3 separate regions of the Sus scrofa genome follow, and regions 1 and 3 are each linked to region 2. Evidence: chromatin contacts called from public Hi-C and promoter capture Hi-C data. All regions are on one chromosome and are shown on one strand. The core of a region is the stretch at or near the end of the contact, and the rest is flanking DNA. Distances in the headings are between cores, read along the strand shown.

Region 1 (3,380 bases), core at 36-2,535, 71 kb after region 2:
ACATGCCCCCTGCTCCCAGTTCCTCTGGAGAAGAGCTGCGTCAAGCTGGTGCTGGCTGCCAGCTGCTCCTTAGGTCAGGGCCAGCCATCTGTCCGCACTCTACCAGTTGTTTGTCCTCCAGCATGGTATCTCCCAGCTTTGGTTGTTACTCTGTAAGTATTTTGAAGTATAAACACTCAGGTAGAATTCAACTTGCTCTGCTTTCTACCAAGTATACAATACACCTTGGACATATTTACAGGCCAGGGCAGGTTCTTCATTCCTTTTCATCATGGTACCGTGTTTTACTGTAGAGATGTGTGATAACTTGTTCCCCAGGAAGGACATGTTTCCAGTTTTGCCATTTCAAACAGTACCCTAAACTAAATACATAAAAATCTCTATACATGTAGCTTTTGCTCTTATGTGGGTAAATCCAAAACGTGACAGTATTGGGTCAAAGAATATTAAATGTTGTCAGATACTGCCAAAAAAGAAAGTACCAATTCCCATGGGGCCTTGTTTTAAAAAACAAGGTACCATTTTTCACGCCACAGTATAAACGTCTCCATCTGTTCCCCTTCTCTGGCAGGTGGGCATCAACTACCAGCCCCCCACGGTGGTCCCAGGGGGAGACCTGGCCAAGGTGCAGCGGGCCGTGTGCATGCTGAGCAACACCACGGCCATCGCCGAGGCCTGGGCCCGCCTGGACCACAAGTTCGACCTCATGTACGCCAAGCGTGCCTTCGTGCACTGGTACGTGGGGGAAGGCATGGAGGAGGGCGAGTTCTCGGAGGCCCGGGAGGACCTGGCGGCTCTGGAGAAAGATTACGAAGAGGTGGGCGTGGACTCGGTGGAAGCGGAGGCCGAGGAGGGGGAGGAGTACTGAGCGGGAGGGCGAGGCGGCCCCCCTTCACCCTGCTCTGTAACGTTCCAGATGTGTTTACCTATTAAAGTTTCTGTATTGAGTGTCGTCTGCTCCTGTGTTGCTCTTCGGCCAAGTTCCCCGACCAGATACTTGCCTTTTCCGAGCGAATTCCTAGGGAAAAATCATGTTTCCTCCCAAAGAGAAAAAATGAGGCACCTCAGTTGCTGTATTACTTCCAGAATAAGAGTATAAGGCCAGTGGGGAAATCGGGGAAAATGTTTTAAGTTTAAACACTCCGGATCCTTCGCGCCCTTCCTCCGGGACCGGAAGCGGTCCGGGTCACAGTCGCGGGACCACAGCGTTCACCCTCCTCGCCCCGTCCTCTGGAGGAGCTGCCCCAGAGCCTCCCTCCCGTCCACAAGGGGCACCTCTCATCAGAGGCATGCGTGCCCGCCCAGCCAGGGCTCCGCATCGCACGACCAGCCCGTTCTTGTCAGAGTCGTTTCGGTCCTGCGCGCGGCGCCCCGCAGGCCGACCACTTCCGGGGCCCGCTCCGCCCCTCAGCGAGCGCCGCGCGCTTCCGGGTCTCTATGGTACCGACTTCCGCCGCGAGCCACATCTCGCGAGACTTCGGCGGCGCAGCAATGGCGAGACCGTAAGTGCCGCTGACGGGAGACGGGAGAGTGGGTTGGGAAGGGCCTCTGACGAGATCGGGCCGGTGTGGACGCGCCAGGACGGGGCCGCCTGGAGCAGGGTGGCGGCTAGGGGCGCGAGGCTTGTCCGGGCCCAGATAGCAGCCCGCAACCGAGTTCCTGCCTCTTCTCCAGATGCCGCGTCACTGCTCCGCCGCCGGCTGCTGCACGCGGGACACGCGAGAGACGCGCAACCGCGGCATCTCCTTCCACAGGTCAGCGCGCGTGCGCGCTGGCGCCGAAAGGGTCACGTGTTCATTAGTCTGTCCTGCCCACCTGAGGAGCCTTCACTGCGCACGCGCTTCGGCGGGTCCGGCGAGGCTTGAGTTAGAGGCTGATGGTGGGCGGAGCTGCGGTGGAGAGGGAACTAGCTGCTGTCAGAGGCACCCTGGTGCAGAGCCAGTCGCTTTACGTTTTGAGGCCTCAGCTTCCTAGTCTGTGTGCCCACAGGGTCCGGGGGCAGCATGAGTCAGGCCGGCCCTTCCCATCCGGTGTGTCGCCGGCGGCCCAGCTCTGACAGGCTTGTTGCCCTACAGGCTTCCCAAGAAGGACAACCCGAGGCGAGGCTTGTGGCTGGCCAACTGCCAGCGGCTGGACCCCAGCGGCCAGGGCTTGTGGGACCCAGCATCCGAGTACATCTACTTCTGCTCCAAACACTTCGAGGAGAACTGCTTTGAACTGGTGGGAATCAGGTGAGCCTCCTGCTGACACCAGGGCAGGCCGCCCTGGTTCTTCCCAGCTCAGAATCTCAATTTCCTCTCCGGACGGAAGCAGTTAGAGACACACACACCCCGGGTATCACTGTGCCAGAGGGTGCTCCTGGAGCCCAGGCACGCCAGCAAAGGCACAAACATAGCCGCTCCTTTCAGGGGGTCAGCCCAGTTCTGGTGGGGCCTTTCCAGTCACCTTAATTCTCAGGAGGCTCTCATGGAGGAGATGGGGTACCTCTTAACTTGGCATCCCCCAAACTAGCTGTTTGCAGTGTGCCTCCCACCTGCCCCAGTGCTAGCCCAGGATCCTGTTCAGGGGCTGGGGGGCTGCAGGCTCCGCACCCTGCAGGTCAGCCTGGGGTGCAGGCCCTCTTCTCTACTTCAGACTGCTTTCCCCTACAGTGGGTACCACAGGCTGAAGGAGGGAGCAGTCCCCACAATATTTGAGTCTTTCTCCAAGTTGCGCCGAACAGCCAAGACCAAGGGGCACAGTTACCCACCCGGCCCCCCTGATGTCAGCCGGCTTCGGCGATGCAGGAAGCGGTAAGCGCTGCGCTGGGGGATGTCCCACTTCACGTCTGAGGGACTGGGCTTTCGGATGGAGCCTTGCTGGACAGGGCTCTGAGCCTATGGTTCAGGGATGGGGGTTAGGTGGGCTGGTGAAATGAGGTCACTGAGCCCTGAGCCTGGCCTGTCCCTTGCTCTGTCTCCCTGTAGCTGCTCTGAGGGCCGAGGGCCCACGACTCCGTTTTCTCCACCTCCACCTGCTGATGTCACCTGCTTTCCTGTGGAAGAGGCCTCCGCACCTGCTGCTCTGTCTGCTTCCCCTACTGGGAGGCTGGAGCCTGGCCTCAGCAGCCCGTTCTCAGACCTCCTGGGGCCCCTGGGTGCCCAGGCTGATGAAGCAGGCTGCAGCACCCAGCCCTCCCCCGAGCGGGAGCCCGAGCGGCAGCCGTCCCCTCTGGAGCCTCGGCCTGTGTCACCCTCAGCCTACATGTTGCGCCTCCCTCCTCCTGCTGGAGCCTACATCCAGAATGAGCACAGCTACCAGGTGGGCAGTGCCCTGCTCTGGAAGCGGCGGGCTGAGGCTGCCCTTGATGCCCTGGACAAGGCCCAGCGCCAACTGCAGGC
Region 2 (3,383 bases), core at 217-2,716:
TTTTTTCCTCTTAACAACTGTCAAGAAGCTTTTTTTTTTTTTTTTTTTTTTTTTTTTTGTCTTTTTGCTATTTCTTTGGGCCGCTCCCGTGGCATATGGAGGTTCCCAGGCTAGGGGTCGAATCGGAGCCACAGCCACTGGCCTACGCCAGAGCCACAGCAACGCGGGATCCGAGCCGCGTCTGCAACCTACACCACAGCTCACGGCAACGCCAGATCATTAACCCACTGAGCAAGGGCAGGGACCGAACCTGCAACCTCATGGTTCCTAGTCGGATTCGTTAACCCCTGCGCCACGACGGAACTCCCCCTGTCAAGAATCTTAAAGAATTGGTCCTGGGACACCAGCTGGTCTTCTCCCCGGGTGCCAGCCTTCCTTTCTACCAACACTTTTGGCTTTCCAGCAGTGTGAGCAGCCCAACCTGAGTTCGGTAACACCGAGTCTGTTCAACTCTTAATTAAACTAGCTATCAGTTTCCGTTTCAAGGAAGACAAAATGCTTAAGCCCTGAACCAAGTGGTCAAGAGAACATTGTGCACTATTCCAAAATGACCAAAGCAGAATAAAACCCTGAACTGTTTGCAAAGGGCAGAGGTTTGGAGATGATAAGGTGAAATTAGCTCCTTGCTCACAGTCTGCAGAGGCAGCGGCTGAAGGAATGAGTCCTAGGCGCCCAATCAGGGTGTTTCGGGGAGAGAGGAGCGTCTCTCCGCCCCGGTTCTCGCTGCTGCGTCCCTCTGCGCCGTGCACCAAGCCTGAACTTCGCCCCCGCCACCTCCGCCCTCGCTGCCTTCAAGAGAGGATCCCGACCTGGTTTCAGGGTTCCTCCTGGGACCCGCAGCGCCAGTAGCGCCAGTCTTGCCAGGGCCTCCCTCTGCCCGCGCGCTGGAAGAAAGGCGTGCTCCCATCTGCTGCTCATGACAAGGGAGCATCTGGGCCCTCATGTCACAGACAAGGAACCCAAGTCTCCGCAAAGCCAGTCCACACGGGGAGGAAAGATAGAGCCGGGATCCACCCCTGCTCTCTCCACACCGCTCGCTGAGCCGCAGGCTCTCCCCGCTCCACTTCGTTCAGCGAACGTTAACCGAGCGCCCACAAGGTCGGGGCGCGCGGGAAGGCGCAGCTGGGCCCCGGCTCCCGGCCGGCCCAGCCCGAGGCCCGGGGCTCGCGTAGGAACGGAGACGGCTCGGGCAGAGGGTCTAGGTGGCCGCCAGGTAATTGGGATAGACCACGCGCGACTCCCGCCACTCACCTGAGAGACCCACAGGGTCGCTCGCTTTAGGGATGGAGGCCGCCATTCGGCGAACCGGCGCCGAAATGTCGTCATCAAGCTGCGCGTGGCGTCACCTCCCCTTTACAAACGGGAAAAGCGCCGCTTTCTCTTTGGGCTGCTTCTTTAAAAGGCGCGTGCGCAAAGTGTAGTCCCGTGGGTTTATGGGACCGCAAGGGGGCGCCCACCTAGGAAAAGAGCGCGCGTGCACGTAAGGCCTGTGCGTTACTGCCTAGAGGCGCGCCTCCTACCGGACCCGGCGCGAAACAGTACACTCTGGGTCCAACGGGCATTTATTGATCGCCCACGGTATGCCAGCGTGAGATACTCTGGATGCCGTCACCGCCGTGAGAGCGTAGAGAAGACCAGTCGCCGAAGAGCGGGTCTCCTTCCAACGCCCGGCGCCGCCCGGGCCCGGATCTGAGCGCCGGATGGCAGGGGAGCTGCTGGGAGAGGAGGGCGCGGCGGGCCGGTAGGGGGCGCGGCGGGGCTGTACCGGGTGGGGGACCCAGCCGCAAGCAGATGGCGGCGCCAGGCGCGGGGCCCGGGCCGGGGGCGCCACCAGGGCTGGAAGCGGCCCTACAGAAGCTGGCGCTGCGGCGGAAGAAGGTGCTGAGCGCCGAGGAGACGGAGCTGTTCGAGCTGGCTCAGGCTGCGGGCGGCGCCATGGACCCCGAAGTGTTCAAGTGAGCGCGCGGCGGAGTCGGGTTTCGGGGTTCCGGGGGACTGACGGCCCGGGCGAGGAAGGCTCACCGCGCGCCGGGTCTGTTCTCTCTAGGATCCTGGTGGACCTGCTAAAGCTGAACGTGGCGCCCCTCGCCGTATTCCAGATGCTGAAGTCCATGTGCGCTGGGCAGCGGCTGGCGAGCGAGCCCCAAGACCCCGTGGCCGTGCCCCTGCCCACGACCAGCGTGCCTGAGACCCGAGGTCAGAGCTGGGCCTGGGCGGCGGGTGTAGGGCGGGAGCGGGAGGTGGGCAGTGCCTGGCACATCGGGGCTTGCTTAGCCCTGAGTAGCCAGGCTTTTCTGTTGCTTTTGTCCCGGGACTGCTCCAAGGGCTGGCCCTTTGGGCTCCTGTCCCCAGCTTCAACTTTGCTACCACCTTCGAGGATGCACATCCAGATCAGGTAGATGCAGGATGGGTGGCCAAAGCAGACCAGGCCTCCTCTGGGACTTGTGTACACTGGCGTCTTGCCACCTCTGCATTCCTGTCTTCATCCCATGAACATGGAAACAAAGTGGCTTTGGTTCCTGTTCTCGTGGCACTTGTCGCCTCAACTGAAGAGACCTTCCTGCGCCCCCTTGTCTGCACCCTACCCGGCCCAAGTCCTGCCCAGGAGTCCCAACAGCTAAGCTTCCATCCTTGGGGCTGCAGATGGACCTCAGTCTGGACCGTCATGGCTGAGAAATGAGCAAGTGCTGGTGACCAGGGTGACGTGGTGGAGCTCTTACTCTCCTTGCTTGTCACTTCTGCTCCCAATTTTTAGAAACCCTCTGAAAGGCAGCAGAACCTTGGCCAGAAACACCCTGAGAAGGGGCTGATATTGGGTGGAGGGGCAGTCAGGCCCTGTGGGTGGGAGCGCCAGGGCCCCAGGCACTGTGCCCCCATTCTGAGAGGCCTTGAGTGCTGGAGTGCAGGCCTCCTCACTGATGTACACTGTCTGCTCTCTTTGTGTCTCTCTCCGACCTCCAGAGGCCTCCTTTCTCTCTGCCAAGAACTGTACCCCCCCTGCAAGGCCCTCCTTTTCCTCGGCCCGGCAGACTGCGGCCTCTCCGATTCTGCTCCACGGCCCAGCTGCCTCGCACTCGCCTCTCTCTCCAGGGCCCCCCGGTTCCCTCCGGTTCTCTTGCTGCCTGTTCTCTCCTTTTGAAGGTTGCGTTTATTAGTTTATCTCTGGGGGTTGGTGCTCTCTCCTGTTTCCACGGAAACTACCATGGCCCCCAGAAAGCTAGAGCAGCATTGAGCTGCAAGAGCAGGACCTGGCTGGCCATCCCACCATGCAGCTTAGTGACAGCAGTGATGGGCCCAACCTCCCTCTTCCCAGAGGCTAACTACCGGTATGACTTGTGTGCTCTGCGGAGGTGCCCTGGCCCCAGGGGAGGACACCTGAGGGT
Region 3 (3,594 bases), core at 6-2,505, 100 kb after region 2:
TAGCTGCCTTGTTTACATGACCTCGGCAGGCTGAGGCCCACCTGGTCTTCTCCAGATTTCTTCAAGGGCCTGGGTGGGTGTCTGAGAGCAGGGAGCCAAGAGGGAGGAAAGGCTGGAGAAGGCTTGTCTATTGCCTGGCCCCTGGTGTCACCTGCCCTGGAGGGCCATCACAGGTGAGGAGGCAGTGTCAACTGAAGGCCACCTGGGCGCACCCATGCTCCTTCCCCCAAGGCAGGTCTGTAAAACTGAGCCACCACCTGCCCCACCTGCTCCTCCCTGGCATGAGGGTGCCCCTCCCCAGATCCTGGCTGTCCCTTTGCCTCTGCCCTGCCTGCCACCTTCGTGCCTGGCCTCAGGCCTCACTGTTGGGCCACAGATTCCAGAAAAAGTGGGACTTCAATTTGCCACCAGGTGCCTGTGCATGCGGCTCCCTCCCTTTCCTGGGGACCAGGTGTCTTCCCTCCAGGGTCTTGGGCCTACTGAGGGACTAAACCTCCAGGCCTACTGAGTGCCAGGCTGGCATGGAGCCTCCTACCTCCAGATGTCCCTACTCAAGGCAAAGGTCCTGGCCAGGGGCACCAGGAGAGGGTACCCCAAGTTTCTGGAGTGCTGTCCCTTGTCCACACACTACCCAAAGCCAAAAAGCTATAACAGTGCTAACTACCTACCAGGAGCCGGCGTCTTGTCCCTGGACCAGTCCCAGGGCCCAGCGGTGCCGGTGGGGCAAAACTGCTCCCCTCTCAGCCCCGGACTTGCTCTTCTCCGGGGATCCCTGGGCCCTTCTCAGGCGCACCCTGAGGGGTTCCTTCCTGCCGCTCCCGCCCTCAGTGGCTCCCGGCGTCCTGAGGGCTGCGGCCCTTCCCTCCTACCCCTCGGGGCTCAGGGCAAGTCTCCCGCCTTTGCGCGTAGCCCTGCTCCCCGAAGCCCTTGCCAGCCATCTTCCCGCTCCGGCCAGGTTCCCGGACCCGCCGGGCAGCCCAGGAAGGCGACTGGCACACAGTAGGGCCCCGCGGCGAGCGGGCGGCACGGCGGGGGAGGGGAGAAGGAAGGGGGCGCCCGGGCCGCCCTTCCCCTCCGGGCGGCCGCCCCCCAGTCCCCCACGGGCCAGCCCGGGGCGCGGGGCGGGGCGGGTGCCGGCCCGGGCGGACCCGCGGGCTCACCTGCGCTCGGCGCGGGCGTCCGCTCCGGAGCCGCTGGGGCCGCGGCGGGGCGGGGCCGGCGCTGCGGCGACACTGCGGCCCGGCGACCGGTGCAAATGGGGCGCCCGGGCGGGACGCTGGGCGGGGCGGGGGCGGGGGAAGGCCGCAGGCGCCCGGACGGGTCTGGGTCGCCGGCATCTTCGCGACCCCAAGGGGTGCCATGCTGGGCCGAGCTCCAGTCTTTTTCCTTTTCTTTCTTTCCCAATTCTCAGAACGTCTGCGGGCGGTGTGGGGCAAGTTGAATCACCCGCAGAAACCTCCCCAAGAAAGAAAAACCAAACAGCTCCTGACGGCCCAAGACACCCTGGCCAGCTGTCCTCCCCTCTGCTCTGTCCACACGCAGAACGTTCTACTTTATATTTGGTTACATTTTCTCTTTCCCACTTGTCATTATACCAGGAGAACGTTATATTCATAAATTACAATGGTGCATTGGGAGTTGTGTCCCCTCCTCCAAGAAACTCTTCCAGCAGCCTTCCAAGACTGTCTCAGCCCTGCTGCTTGGCTCCTGGCCCCTCAGGTTTCCTTATGCTGTCCAGATCTCTGCGCTGAACTCAGGTAGGGTTTGTCTCTCCAGCAAACCGGGTTTCAGTGACCATGTGGGAGATGAAAGAAGCAAGTGTTCCAGGACATGGTGGTTCATCCAGCACTAAGCACATGGGGCCACCAACTGTTGTCCTGTCATCATTGCTCCTTTGTTAGCTTTGCCATCTCCCCCTTTCTGGGCCTTGCTCCCCTTAGGTAAGGACGACAAGGACAGTAGCAACAGTCCCCTGTGCCAGGCTGACCAGCCTCCGTGGCAGCCCAGGGGGCAAGTACAACTGCCCTCATTTTACAGAAGGGGAATCTCAGGGAGGCTGAATCACACCAGGGGCAGGAACAGGGTCTACGTGGGTCACACGCTGCAGGTGGGTGTGGGGCGAGGCCTGGAGGGACAGGCAGCTCTGCTCAATCCATCCCTCTGAGGCCATGTTAGGTTTCCATAGCAAGATTGTTGCCACGGTCACAGGAGTCCTGCTGTCACTGGGCAGATGGTGTTGCTTGAGCCTGGTGGCCTTGGCCTCCAAAGAGCCTGTCCCTGCTCCACACGTGTGCTGACCTTGCAGCCCTACCCACCTCCAACAGCCCCCTAGTCAGGAATGCAGTGTGCCCCATAAATAACCATGGCTGTGGCTTAGCTTGCACTTCTTCCTCTGATCTTCACAACAGCCAAGGAGGAAGGTTCTCAGTACCATCTTCATTTCACAGATGTGGAAACTGAGGTTCAGAGAAGTTAGAGACTCTGCAAAGCCACACTGCTACTGAGAGGCAGGGCAGAGATGTAGGTCCTGGCTGGCCAGCTGGCCAAGGCTGCAGGGTCTCCAATGCAGTTTCAGTCCTAATCTGTGACCTTTGTGAGTCAGTGAACCCCTTCTTCCCTGGGTTCCCCAAGAATCTGGGGGTGACTGCAATGCCCTCTAGCTCAGGCTGCCTCCAAGACACCATGACAGGTGAGCCAGGGGGACACCAAGGGCACTCAGGATGTGGGGTGGGGGCTGCGAGCTTGGGATGCCAGAGATGACACTGAGAGGACCAGGTCAGAGTGGGGTCTGTAAAGAGGCCAATGACCAGGGGAGATGCCCTGACAAAGGGGGAACCCTCTGTGGCAGCCTCTGCCCTGAGGGCGGACTCTGGCTGCCCCCTGGTGCGGCAGAAATGATGAGATCCTCTAGACAAAGAGCTGAAACTGAAGGTAGGCCCTAGGCTCAGGGGTAGTGCGAATGAACCTGGGAATCCAACATGGGGAGGCTTAGGGTACCTCTGAGCTTTGGGCAGCCTGAGGCTGATTCTGGCAAGGTGATCTCTACTATACCCAATGGGGGAGTAGCAAAGAGGGAAATGGAGCCCCAGACACCCCAAAGGCCAAGGCATGAGAGGAAGGTGAGGGGATGATCCAGGGCTCTCCCCCTACTATGCAAGCCTGTCTGTTCTTACATATCCCACCCTGTTTCCCCACTGCTCACAGTAGAGGGTCTCCAAGCCCACCTACGCAGGACAGTCTTTTAGGTCAGAAAATGAGATCAGCAGTGTATGACATTGGGGTTGGCACCCCCTGGAGGCCAGCCTGAAGGTCTGCAGGGCCCTTCTGAACTTCGCCATCTGCGGGCAGAGTGGTCTTTTCCCTGTGGATATCAAGATGGGGAGACCTCAATTTGTCTAGCTAGTCCCCAGGAATGCTGGGATGAGGGCAGGATGGGTGGGAATTGAGCCCTCAGCCACCCTGTGATTTATTCTTACAGAGGCAGAGGTTGGAATTGGTCCTGAGGTTGGCAAACCTGGGCTAAGCCCCACCCCTCCCTACTCGCTGTCTCATCCCAGACTTGCTGGGTTGCTCTGGTTATGGTAGCTCAGCTGC

The links. Promoter capture Hi-C pulls out the DNA fragments that hold promoters and counts their contacts. A called contact is a pair of places that touch in the nucleus more often than the background predicts.
Region 1: a contact with region 2 is called in a promoter capture Hi-C map of liver, with 5 times the contacts expected there. The contact joins the promoter of THAP7 here to the promoter of LOC100153925 in region 2. A contact is called at or near these places in 3 of 5 promoter capture datasets (fetal liver, fetal skeletal muscle and liver), 8 of 47 Hi-C or Micro-C datasets (embryonic fibroblasts, epiblast stem cells, heart right ventricle and 2 more) and 2 of 2 datasets of contacts at active chromatin or transcription factors (alveolar macrophages and skeletal muscle).
Region 3: a Hi-C map of embryonic fibroblasts shows a contact between it and region 2, with 2.7 times the contacts expected there. The contact joins the promoter of AIFM3 here to the promoter of LOC100153925 in region 2. A contact is called at or near these places in 3 of 5 promoter capture datasets (fetal liver, fetal skeletal muscle and liver), 7 of 47 Hi-C or Micro-C datasets (embryonic fibroblasts, epiblast stem cells, fetal liver and 4 more) and 2 of 2 datasets of contacts at active chromatin or transcription factors (alveolar macrophages and skeletal muscle).

The regions. Positions count from the first base shown.
Region 1 is chr14:50,591,683-50,595,062 of Sscrofa11.1, reverse strand. THAP7 (THAP domain-containing protein 7) reads left to right here and starts at 1,285. Exons shown (of 4, transcript XM_013983196.2): 1 at 1,285-1,502; 2 at 1,675-1,754; 3 at 2,076-2,231; 4 at 2,967-3,380. The coding sequence starts at 1,290. It overlaps LOC100510930 (tubulin alpha-3 chain), which reads left to right. Exons shown (of 5, transcript XM_003133000.5): 5 at 572-948. The coding sequence ends at 868.
Region 2 is chr14:50,662,632-50,666,014 of Sscrofa11.1, reverse strand. It overlaps LOC100153925 (mitotic-spindle organizing protein 2B), which reads left to right and starts at 1,466. Exons shown (of 3, transcript XM_001929600.2): 1 at 1,466-1,955; 2 at 2,048-2,196. The coding sequence starts at 1,792. SMPD4 (sphingomyelin phosphodiesterase 4) reads right to left here and starts at 2,527. Exons shown (of 19, transcript XM_001929589.6): 1 at 1,252-2,527. The coding sequence starts at 1,326.
Region 3 is chr14:50,560,272-50,563,865 of Sscrofa11.1, reverse strand. It overlaps AIFM3 (apoptosis-inducing factor 3), which reads right to left and starts at 1,255. Exons shown (of 20, transcript XM_021074038.1): 1 at 1,161-1,255.